Regions from separate parts of the Mus musculus genome. Here all the other regions are linked to region 1. The links are chromatin contacts, called in public HiChIP or PLAC-seq and promoter capture Hi-C maps. All regions are on one chromosome and are shown on one strand. Each heading gives the region's core, a stretch centred on a gene start, on an enhancer-like site or on the middle of the called end of the contact. The rest is flanking DNA. Distances are from core to core; before and after follow the strand shown.

Region 1 (2,718 bases), core at 3-2,502:
ATCCTGTATAGGCCCTGCCCACCGCCCCCACTCCCCCTCCTCGACCCCACCACAGCTGTCTGTCCCCAGGAGGAAGAAGGCCACCATTTGCAGATTCGATTTCCGAAAGCAACTAGTAAGATCCTCCTTTCTCCATCTCATCCAGCTGACCTGGCCCTGGCCACACAGCAAAAAAAAAAAAAAAAAAAAAAAAAAAAAAAAAAACTGTAACAAAACAGGACGCAGCCACAAAACATGCTTACACACGCTCCACAGACAACGCAAGGGCAGGCTGGGCAGCCCAGCTGCTTCTACCCAGAGAACTCGACTATCCCAGGGTCTGAGCGGGTCCAGGACCTCGGCCCCCTGCCCCCCACCCTCCAACCTCCTAACGTGCGAAGGAGATTTTTAGAAAGGGCAGGCACCCGGTTTTGCCTTGCCAGGCCCGGCAGGGGAAAAAAAAAAGGGTAAAGGCAGGCTAAAGCAAACGCAGGAGTTGCTTTCTGGAAATTGTTGGCGCTGGGGGGTTACGGCTTTTATGGAGGAGAGGGTTGCGTTTTGTTTTCTCCTGTAGCTCAGATCCAGATGGGCAACGAGTTCAGAAAAGGAACAAACACCACTATCCTCAGGGCCCAGTCTAGGGTCCCAGACATCAGAAACGCAAGCGTTTAGGCAAAAGTCCCCAAGCGCTCAGCCCGGGTGGGCTAAGTGTCCAGGACACGAAAGAGGATTCCCATAGCCTGCCTTGGAGGATCAAGTCTAGAGGTTCCAGCCCAGCCCCGTGCGCAGGCCGGGACTAGGGGGCCGCGCGCTCGGAGACAAGCAGCGGGGCGCCTCGGTCCCGAGGGACCCCAGCTTGGGAAGCCCCACGGCCACGCAGGGCCACTCACCGTGGCGGATGCTAAGCTGTTGTCGGCCAGCGTTAGGTGGTGCGGCTCCCAGCGCCTCAGGAATTTGGAGGTGAGGATCTTGCTGAGAAAGGTCCGAGGGTGCCGGATGACACAGACCTGAATGTCGCCCTCCTGCAGCAGCTTGTACCTCATCCCGTTGCAAAGCAGCAGGGCCCGGCGGCAAGGCACGGCGCCCATCACCTTGGTGCCCTCGGGGCCAGACACGTCGCTCCCAAGCAGCGGCTTGGTCTCCTCGATCTGCCGGGGGTCGCCGCCGCCCGAGCTGCTCGTCACATCCATGGCCGCGCCGGGGCGGGGGCCGCGCGCGCGATCGCGGCTGGCGTGGGGCCGGGCCGGCGGGGCCCCCGCGGAGGGCCCGCACCCCCCCACCGCCGGGAAGGTGGGGGGGCGTGGGCTGGGGGCGCCCCGCGGGGACGAACGGGAGCGCGCGGGGGCAGGCGGGGGCGCGCGGGGCGCTTCCTGGGCTGCTTCCTTCTAGCTGCTGGGGCGCATGCCGGCGCGAACGGGTTGGCGACTGCGGCGAGGGCGGCGGGCGATCGCGGGGCGCAGAGAGGATCGGGTCCTCGGGGGGCGGGGGCGGCGCCGGGGACGGCGGGCGCGGGCGTGTCTCGGCCTCGCGCGGGCGCGCTGTGCGGTGCGTGTGTCCGCGTCCGTCCGCGAGTGTGTGCTGCGGGCGGGGGCCGCGCCGGCTGCCGGGGAGATTGCGGGAGGCTGGCGCGCGCGATTGGTCCCCGCGGGGTCATGTGCCCGCCCTCTGACGTCAATGGCGGCAACAGCGGCTTCGGCCTCCCCGGGGCGGGCGGAGTCCGGGATGGGCCGGGCCCCGGGCGGGGACTTGGTGGAGGCGGGCGCGGCCCGACGGGAGGGGCGGCCCCTGGGGAGGGGGCCGGGGTTGGGCAAGCGTCGACAGTCCCCGCGCCGCGCCCCGGAATGTGGGTAGTGTTCGAGGGGACGTCACGCGGGCCGCGCCCCCGAGGGTGCACAGCTGAGCACTAGCCCTGCGCCCCTAACCACCACGCCATCCTGGGCCGGGCTTGGGAAATAAAGTCAGCCCCATGACCAAGAGGATGCCGACCAGTACTTCCCCTTCCTAGTCCAAGACTGGGCCGAAAGCTGGGGTTCTGCCCGCTGCACCCCTGACACCGCCTTTCCAACACAAGCTGCTTCCCCAGGGATGGCCAGATGGGTCCACAGAACAGTTTCTTGGGGTTGAAACTATCCCGCTCCACAGAGCTATGCATGGTCGCTCACCACTACAAGCTCAGTACTCAGGGGGGGCTGAGGCAGGAGGATTGCTGTGGGCGCAAGGCCAGTTTGAGCTACATAGTAAATTTCAGGCCAGTCGAGACAGAAGGCCCTGTTTTTAAAAACAAAATAAGATAAATAAATAGGACTGGGGGTGTACCTCAGTTGTCAGGAGAGTGTTTATCTACCATGCACAAGACCCTAGATTGGTTCTCGGACACTACATCACTACCTAACCCCACAAGGTGGCATGAGCATATAATCCTAGCTCTAAGGAAGTTGGAAGCAAGCACTTGAATTCAAGGTCATCTTTGGCTGTGCGTTCGAAGCCAACTTGTAGTATATGTCTGAGAAGAGAAGAGAAGAGAAGAGAAGAGAAGAGAAGAGAAGAGAAGAGAAGGGAAGGGAAGGGAAGGGAAGGGAAGGGAAGGGAAGGGAAGGGAAGGGAAGGGAAGGGAAGGGAAGGGAAGGGAAGGGAAGGGAAGGGAAGGGAAGGGAAGGGAAGGGAAGGGAAGGGAAGGGAAGAGAAAATTTTAAGGAAATGCCCCCTCCCTCTTCTGAAATAGCCCCCACAGAAGGCCTC
Region 2 (2,700 bases), core at 41-2,540, 180 kb before region 1:
CTGATAAGAACAACACACTGACTGGCTGGCCACACGAACATCCTCCCTGCAGCCAGTGGCACCCAGAGTTCTGACTGGGGTTTTCTTCACCCTCACAAGGTCCTGTGAAGCGATGCCTCCGTTCCACAGCTTATCATCTTCTCTCCTTTTTCCTTTTATTGGTTTTCTTGAGACAAGACTGTAGATAACCCTGGCTGTCCTGGAACTCACTACGTAGACCAAGCTGGTCTTGAACTCATAGACCAGCCTGCCCCTGCTTCCCGAATACTGGGACTAAAGGTCTGCATCTCCACTCCTGGCTCCATCTTCTCTTTCTTAGCTCTCATCTGGATTGTACTTTACGCTACAGTTTACTCTCACCAAGAACCAAAGTACAAGGGGGAAAAATCATCCCATTACAGAAATCTCACAGCAGCCCTCCACAGAGGGGTACAAGACAAGGCAGCCGAGGCCTAGAGGAGACAGAGCACTGTCTCATGTTACTCAACAGATAAAGCCTTGTCTGTTAGACACCCATTTCTCGGCAACCTTGTGCCTGTTGAATGCCACAGTGTTCTTTCCCTAAGTTGTCAAGAAGTTAGCAATGTACCTTACCCTGACTCTTATCTTAGGACAGGAAACACTACCCTGTGACTGGTGCCTCCCACACACTGGGTGTCCATCTGTGTGTGGAAGTGTCTGCTCTGGGCTGGAGCTAGGTTGAACTCAGAGAGGCCACATGACCAGTTCATGTCACAGACTAGTTAGTGACACCTGAGGGCCATACACCCAGATCCACCACACCTAAACCTGCTTTCCTGATGCAAAACACACAGGAGCCCTCTAAGCTGCAGGGGGTTGTTGAGATCTAGCGAGTCTGAGAGCCTAGAGACTAGACACCTAATAGCGAGCTTGGTGGGACTCTTCCTGGCTCATCAGACTGGTTTTGTTTGTTGTTGTTTGTTTGTTTGTTTGTTTGAAGACTGGCTGACCTGGAACTCACTCTATAGACCAGGCTGGCCTCGAACTCAGAAATCCACCTGCCTCTGCCTCCCAAGTGCTGGGATTAAAGGCGTGCACCACCACTGCCTGGCTTCATCAGACTATTCTTAACCTGGACATGGCCTCTTGACCACTGACCCTGGGAGCTGCAGCACGCAGGAGGTCTGGCCAAGCAGGAAGGAGTACTCAATCATGAATGTCTGTAAGGGAGTTAACTTCTGTCAGTGGTGTGATGTCTCTCAGGCCTGCAAAGAACCCAGATGGCAAGAGGCCTGTGCTGTGGCCCCTGGGAAACAGCCCAAGGCTCTGGCCTGGACGGCTGCTACCAGGAAATGTAGCTTACCAGAGTCCACAGCCAAGAGCCCGGGGAGGCTTGGAGTGCTGTGGGTTTGGCCAGGAAAGAAACGAGACTCCTCCCTGCCTTATGGAAGCCCAGATCCGAGCTCAGTTCTCAGATGCTTGGAAAGGATTCTGGAATTTTTCTCCCTTTGGCTGTAGGATCTGTAGATTGAGTTATACCCTCCCTTGGCCTCAGCTGAGGGCCACAAGAGTCTGGCACTGATTTTCTGCCGGTCCCCTACTCCCCTCAAGGGCAACAGGAAGCACAGATAGATGATTGCTGCCTCCACTGTCTCCCTCAACTACAGGAGGGAGTACCGTCACAGATCAGTTAGTGCCACCTGGGGGACACGTACCCAGTTCTGTGTGTCACCATGTGTAACATGTATACACATCCGACTTTAGACACCATGGTCCTTATCTGGGAACACGGAGGACCCCAACATGTCCCACCCCCCTGTTCTGGTTTACGAGTCAAGTGGCTGGAGACACCGCCACCCTCTGAACCCTAACTCAGGTTGCCGTGTACCCACGACTGAGGACATTAGCTAAACGGCTGGTGATGTTACAGGATGCTGGAGAACCCTGACCCAAACTCCCAGATACACGTGCTTTTTGGTTTTTTTTTGAGAGCGTCCATTCAGTAGCTCATGCTGACCTAGTACCTACTATATAAGACCCAGGTTGTCCTTTAACTTGTAGTCATCCTCTTGCCTTAGCTTCCCTAGTATGGGGACACACCTGCCTCCGCACAGTTTGGTCTAATTGGAGCATGCGCATATACCTACCCCATAGGACTCAGGAGCATGCGCATAAGCCCCTTACAGAACACCGGCTGGCAGCAGGACCAGCCTCCCAAACCCCGCCCTCCCCACAGTGAGTTCCAGGGTACTCACAGCAGCTTGAGGATCTCCACGTGGCAACCGAGCGTGCGGCCGGCCTGGGGGCCCAGCTCGATGCTCATGGTCCCACAGGCTGGGCTGACCATCAGACAGTCAATAAGGTTGGGCTCGCTGTCGTTGCCCGTGCTGGCGGTCAGCGCCGGCTTGGCAGTGCTGGTGCGCTCCACCTCCACGTGGACCTCGCTGGAGGCCACAACCACCGACTTCAGCCGTGGCTCAGACAATGTGGCTTCCTGAGACACCAGGTCCGGGCTGGGGTGCAGCAGACGCAGAGGTAAGGTGGGCTTTCGGTCGCATGGCTGCTGGCAGCCGTTTCGGATCTCTTTCAGGCTGGGGGAGTTGTCGCGACTGGACGAGGAGAAGAGAAATGGCCAAGTGTGAGTGCGGTTCAGCCCTGGCAGCCGGAAGAGGCAGCGCTGAGCAGAGATTAATGAATCGCTCTACACTTGGGATGCTGAGGCAGGAGGATGCTTGCCCA
Region 3 (2,700 bases), core at 69-2,568, 200 kb after region 1:
ACACTGCACTTGCTCTCACCCTCTTCTCTGCCCTGTTTACTTGCCCAGCCAATTCCCCAGAGAGTTCACCCTGCACTTGTAGGTCACTTTTCTGATGAGCTGCCATTAACTCGTCAGAAAGAAATCTGACAGGCCCAGGGGCTCGGAAGCCACAGGGCTGAGGATGTCCAGGGGCCTACCTAACAGACTCTAAGGGCCTGAGAGTTCTTCCCTTGCAGGCTGAGCCCCTCCCAGCTGCCTGCAGACTCCGAGGATTTTGGCCACGATCACTGACCCTCCTTCACAGCAACTCCTCCGTGCTACTGCTGAACAGCAGCTTCCTGCAGACCTGGGGACCTGTTATTCCCATCCGGGTCACAGGTGAGGAGTGCTCACCCCATCTCTTGTTACAGGACCAGGACAAACTTGGAAACACTAAAATAAGGGGCTTTGGTCTGGCATGGAGCAAGGTATGGGATTTTCTGCCTACAAGACTTTGAGCAAAGGGTTTGACTTCATGTTGCCTCAGTTTTCCCACGTGTGGATCTGGGGTGATGTAAATGTCTGTCCTGGAATTGTCATGCAAGAAGATTGGCAGGATGCTGGTGGTACAGGCTGGTCATTCTAAGTCCACCTGTGTGTGCCACCACAAGTCAGGGTTACTCAGTGCTCAGACAGTCACAGAACAAAGATGGCTATGCTTTCTAAGAACACTTTCTTGGACTCTGTTACCTTAGTGCCAGGACTGCAGGCAAGCACTACCTGTGTGCCTGTTGGTTCTGTATTTCCTAATGCAGCCCACAGAGCAACCACAACCAGACAAACCGAGGTGGGCACTTGTGTGCTGAACATACCTGCTCAACCTCAGACCTCCTCAACCGGGTTAGGCCAAGATTTTAGTTGTAACCAATTAAGATTTTTCCTTTGTGGGAGGTGTAGGGATGGCTCAATGGTTAAGAGCACTGGCTGCTCTTCCGGAGGACTCTGTTCATAACTCCAGCTCCAGAGGATCTGTTGCTCTCTCATAGACAGACAGACAGACTGACAGACAGACAGACAGACAGACAGACATGCAGGCAAAGCACTAATGCACATAAAATAAAAAAAAGAACATTAAAAGGGAAAAAGATTCCCCTTTGCTCAGCTCTGTGGCCAGTGCTCTTTGGAACCCTGTGGCTGTGTCAGATGTGGTGGTACATTGCTGCAGGACAGACAGGGGCTCACAGTGCCGAGGGTATGAGGCTGAAAACAGATGACTTCTGGGTAGCATCCACCTGCTCCCAGCTCCAGTCTCGGCTCCTCCCTGGTGATCTGACTTCTGGGTAATCTGCTCATGTCATCCTATGAGGAAGTTATATTATTGGTTCCGCTTTTACAGACAACAGAGGTCAAGCCAAGGCCACTTAGATAGGAAATAGCAGAACTCCAGCCCCACATCTGCCCATTTCGTCAGTGAGCCTGGGGGCCTGCATCAGGGACAACTGTTAGATAGGAGTATTTGGGGGCCTACTCCAGAATCTCTAGATATGTCAGAGGCTGCTTGCTGGTCTGTAGAGCGCCAGATATCGTTGTTTAACAAGTTCCCAGGTCATCCTGAAGAGGGGTTAAAGTTTTGGACACACAGCCCCCTAAACCTAATGAATCTTCCCTTCCTAGCACTGACCAGCCACGCCTACGGGGAGGATACCTACATGATCAGCATGCTACCTCGACCTGAAGTGCCTGCCTGCACGATTGACCCGGAGGAAGGTTCTGTGCTGACGAGCTTCACTGTCTCCTGCAGCACTCCCGCAACCCTGGGCCCTGTGGAGTACTGCTTCTGCCTGCCCTCAGGTACCAGCCAGAGGCTCTGCTCTTCCCTCAGCTCCCAGACTCATCTTCTCTAAGAATGGGGATTGTCCATGTCAGGGAGATGCAGTCGAGTATGTTCTATAATGAGAGAGGTTGACAGGCTGAGGGACTCCTAAGACTTTGTCATCACCAAAGCACTGGCCCAGTCATCAGACCAGAAGGGCGGCATGCAATAGCAACATCTGCCCAAACCCAGCGACACAGTGACTTTTCCCAATGTAGGATATATAAAAAGGTTAAATGGATAAAGAGACACAATGGGTAGGAGCATACCAGGTCATAGTCCTCAACACACACACACACACACACACACACACACACACACACACGTGAAGGGGGGAGTTAAGGGAGAGGGAGAAGAGAGAGGAGAGAAAAAGGAAGAGGCAAATAGAGGAAGAGAGAGAGTTGGGGAGAGAAAGAGAGAGAAAAGGAAAAGGGAGAGAGAGAGAGAGAGAGAGAGAGAGAACAGAGAGGGAGGCACTGTGACTCTTTGAACATCTGAAGTTGTAGCTTCCTCAATAGCAGAGCTGGATCTGTCTCATAGAACCTTCCGCATGTCCACTGACCCTGACTTGTAAATAGCAGCAGAGAGTGGCAGGGTCATAAGACAAGCACATCTCAAAGGACATTTTTTTTTTTTTTTGCAAAGGTTCACAGAGAGTGAACCATCAAAGACCCTACCTACGCTGCATGCAAACCATCCAGTCAGCCATGACAGCCATGACAACCACGGCCAGACGGGCAATGGATAGGAAGAGGTGGGTGGTGCTAGGCAGCTCACTCCATTTACCATAGCATTTTGGTTGCCATAGGTTTCCCCCTGTGGCCTTGGGCATTTGGGGACTGTCACAGAAGGTCTGTGTGGGCCTT
Region 4 (2,700 bases), core at 97-2,596, 150 kb before region 1:
GAAACTACAGTTAAGAAATAGCAACGAAAATAACTGAATGGCTGTGAGGGGCAGTGGGGGGGGGTTGTCACCATAACATGGGGGGCTGTATTAAAGGGTCCAAGTATCAGGAAGGATGAAACCCACTGCTTTGGGTCTTTAGAGGTCTACAGAGTTGGCACTTGACCCTGGGAGTTGCAGCGGCTGCTGTCAGAGCCACTATCCAAGATGTGCGTTTAACCTAGGGCTTAGCAAAAGTGACAGTCCCCTAAGCCTCCAGACAAGTTTAGAGGCCAACTAGAACCAGCAAGCTTGGTGAGAAACACTGGCTTCCTTAGTAACCACTGCAGGATGGCACACCACGGGTAGGTAGATCTCTCCTGCTCACCCAGATGGGGCTGAATACAAGATGGAAGTAAAAACAGACAACCTAGAGGATGGGGGTGGGTGGGGGGCTCGGCCGGCTGGGGGTGGGGGGCATGCATCTTACCTCTGAGAGCAGTTTTGAGACGATTTCCAGCGGAGCCTGGTTGATAGAATCATCCTGCAGAGGCGACGTGAGGGCCATGTCCACCAGCGTCCGTATCTCCTTCAAGACAACCTCCCAGCGGCTTGGGTTACTCAGGACTTTCTTGTATTTGTAAATCTTTTTCTGGGTGGAGAGAGAGAGAGAGGGGAGGAGGACAGAGGTGGTAATCCATCACTGACTTAGCAAACCACTCGAGATGACCAAAGGATGTCTCTGGCTGGGGTGAAAAGGGCCTGGGAAGTTGTCAACCTGGCCTGAGCTTTCCCCAAAAGGAAATGGATACATCAAGAAAGGAACAGACTCCATCCAAGGTCAAGGGTGCGTCTGCAGACAGGCAGGCTCCGAACGAACACCACCCTGCCGGAACGGAACGGCAGTTTCCCGCCCTGTTCCCAATGACACATAAAAAGGAATTAGAAAACTGTTTTTTTGTTTTTTTTGTTTTTTTTTTTTAACGTGGGGTCCTCCGCCAAACTCAGTCCCCAAGTCGCCAAACACAGTAAGAACAGGAATGTTCCCGGCCCACAGAAGGCTTTCTGTGAGCCGAGTGTCTTCTGCCTAGGTGGATCCTATGAGGTCTCTTGGCAAATGCCATTCAGACAAAGAGCTGGATGGTGAGGATGAAGGCCAGAATTCAGCTGCAGCCAGGTGGGGAGCGAGCCCAGGAGGAAACCAGGCAAGGAAAACAGAGGCATGCTCACCTCGCTCAGTGTTGCCTCCAAACCCGAATGGAGGGCAGGGCTGTGGCCTCCTGGATTTGAGGCACTCTTCTTAGTTCCGCCTCTCTGACATCATGGAAACAGAGTCCATGGAGGGCGGAGGTCCAAGCCAAGCACTCCCCTCCCGTCTCTGTCTCTGTGGCTGCCTGCCTGGCCCCATGCTGCCCCGGCTTGCTGGGACTCTCAACAGAATAAACTTCATCGCTTAAACGGATCTTAAGAGTCAGGACATCCCATGCCAATAGCTAGCGGAGGTGACATGCCACAAACTCTGAGTCAAACACTGAAGGAGGAGAGGGGGAAAGAGAAAGGGAGCGGCCCTCACTGATAACCCAGGCTCAACCTGAAGGTCACTGGGGTCTTCCTGGGACATTTCTGAATTAAGAATTATACAATGGTTTTATGACCCGGGCTCAAAAGGAAGTATCTGGAGGGCATATCCTAGCCCAAGCGGATGGGGATGGAACCAGGGTAAGAATGACTCCATTAAGAAACCTTTTCACCTTTAGGGCTCTATGTCCCACATCTCTAGGCAGAGAAATTCGTCCCAGTCTCAGAAACTCTGACATGTAATTTGTCTCTTTGGACACAAAAAGCACACCCGTCTCTTATCATGCACTCTGCTTTCCTGGTGCTACCTGCATCGTATGCATAAAACTTGTATCTATAAGCCATCTTTCTGTCTTGTTGCAGTACGGTGTCAAGCAACCCAGGGTGGTGTGGAACTTGCTGTGCCATCCATGTGCCTCCAACCTCCCAAGTGCTGGGATTACAGGCGAGCTCCAGCACACCCACCTCCCCGTGGTGTTTTTAAATTCTTCCCTCTCATCCCTTTCTTCCCTCGAGTTCCTTCATTGGCCTACCAGCCCCACGCCCCCCACCCCCTTCTCTCTTGACCTCATGGCTCCGTGCTAGAGCCTCCGTTTTCCACAGCACTCCTTGACCCACTGAGGCTGGCACCGGCTACAGCACAGAGGGTGGAAGAGAACCGAATCGGGTATAGGTTTGTACATTCTGAAGACAGAAGAGGCATGGCAAGTTCCACTGGGGCAGAGCACTCCTGTGACCATTAAATCGGCTGCGCTGACGAAGAGGGCGCTCAGGAGTGTGTCCCTAGCTCTCTTACTTCAATGACAAAATACACCCTGATCCAAATAGGCTACTTTGAACCCATCACTCGTGCGTTTTTGGCTGCTGGTGACTGACCTCCCACCTCTGCCCGCTGAGCTCCGGTCTCCGGTCTCACAGATTTCAATGTGTACTAGAGAACCACGCCCTTGTCAAAAGATCATTATTTGTTTATTTATTTATTTTAATTTCACCCCGATCACCAGGACAATGCATCCTCAGGGCAACCCCACAGCAGATTCCCCTTGTGCTCGGTGGAAGCTCTCAACGTGGAACCATTTTGGTGGCCAGCTGCAAGCTATTATGTTTGGAAGAATTACTTATTCCTCTAAAGATGATAGGCAC

The links. Promoter capture Hi-C pulls out the DNA fragments that hold promoters and counts their contacts. HiChIP or PLAC-seq counts read pairs in DNA pulled down with a chosen protein or histone mark.
Region 2: a contact with region 1 is called in a promoter capture Hi-C map of liver, with 5 times the contacts expected there. The contact joins the enhancer-like site here to the promoter of Cmip in region 1. A contact is called at or near these places in 9 of 39 promoter capture datasets (the 3T3-L1 cell line, the C10 cell line, hippocampal neurons and 5 more), 1 of 15 datasets of contacts at CTCF or cohesin (the NIH/3T3 cell line), 7 of 484 Hi-C or Micro-C datasets (bone marrow-derived macrophages, cerebral cortex, cortical neurons and 3 more), 24 of 115 datasets of contacts at active chromatin or transcription factors (the 230-238 cell line, the SCID.adh cell line, T-cell acute lymphoblastic leukemia and 17 more) and 4 of 9 other capture datasets (adipose tissue, embryonic stem cells, liver and 1 more).
Region 3: an H3K4me3 HiChIP or PLAC-seq map of bone marrow-derived macrophages shows a contact between it and region 1, with 3 times the contacts expected there. The contact joins the enhancer-like site here to the promoter of Cmip in region 1. A contact is called at or near these places in 8 of 39 promoter capture datasets (the 3T3-L1 cell line, the C10 cell line, the HPC-7 cell line and 3 more), 1 of 484 Hi-C or Micro-C datasets (the N1E-115 cell line), 5 of 115 datasets of contacts at active chromatin or transcription factors (bone marrow-derived macrophages, embryonic stem cells and extraembryonic endoderm stem cells) and 1 of 9 other capture datasets (pancreatic islet).
Region 4: an H3K4me3 HiChIP or PLAC-seq map of embryonic stem cells shows a contact between it and region 1, with 33 read pairs. The contact joins the enhancer-like site here to the promoter of Cmip in region 1. A contact is called at or near these places in 18 of 39 promoter capture datasets (the 3T3-L1 cell line, 3T3-L1-derived adipocytes, the C10 cell line and 12 more), 7 of 484 Hi-C or Micro-C datasets (bone marrow-derived macrophages, cerebral cortex, cortical neurons and 4 more), 20 of 115 datasets of contacts at active chromatin or transcription factors (the 230-238 cell line, bone marrow-derived macrophages, craniofacial prominence and 13 more) and 4 of 9 other capture datasets (adipose tissue, embryonic stem cells, liver and 1 more).

Annotation. Positions count from the first base shown.
Region 1 is chr8:117,255,553-117,258,270 of GRCm38.p6, reverse strand. Cmip (c-Maf inducing protein) reads right to left here and starts at 1,252. Exons shown (of 21, transcript NM_001163262.1): 1 at 870-1,252. The coding sequence starts at 1,169.
Region 2 is chr8:117,436,436-117,439,135 of GRCm38.p6, reverse strand. Cmip (c-Maf inducing protein) reads right to left here. Exons shown (of 21, transcript NM_001163262.1): 10 at 2,217-2,570. Among named protein-coding and RNA genes, the nearest start is that of Gm39260, 15 kb to the right of the region's middle. Within about 2 kb of position 1,290, at least 23 of the 459 cell types and tissues checked have an H3K27ac peak or open chromatin away from gene starts, as enhancers often do. A contact at or near this core is called in hepatocytes and liver, where this site is marked.
Region 3 is chr8:117,053,974-117,056,673 of GRCm38.p6, reverse strand. It overlaps Pkd1l2 (polycystic kidney disease 1 like 2), which reads left to right. Exons shown (of 43, transcript NM_029686.4): 13 at 219-360; 14 at 1,636-1,812. Among named protein-coding and RNA genes, the nearest start is that of Gm15395, 23 kb to the right of the region's middle. Within about 2 kb of position 1,318, at least 63 of the 459 cell types and tissues checked have an H3K27ac peak or open chromatin away from gene starts, as enhancers often do. A contact at or near this core is called in the HPC-7 cell line, bone marrow-derived macrophages and hematopoietic stem and progenitor cells, where this site is marked.
Region 4 is chr8:117,409,192-117,411,891 of GRCm38.p6, reverse strand. It overlaps Cmip (c-Maf inducing protein), which reads right to left. Exons shown (of 21, transcript NM_001163262.1): 4 at 470-631. Among named protein-coding and RNA genes, the nearest start is that of Gm39260, 13 kb to the left of the region's middle. Within about 2 kb of position 1,346, at least 33 of the 459 cell types and tissues checked have an H3K27ac peak or open chromatin away from gene starts, as enhancers often do. A contact at or near this core is called in adipose tissue, embryonic stem cells, fibro-adipogenic progenitors and 2 more, where this site is marked.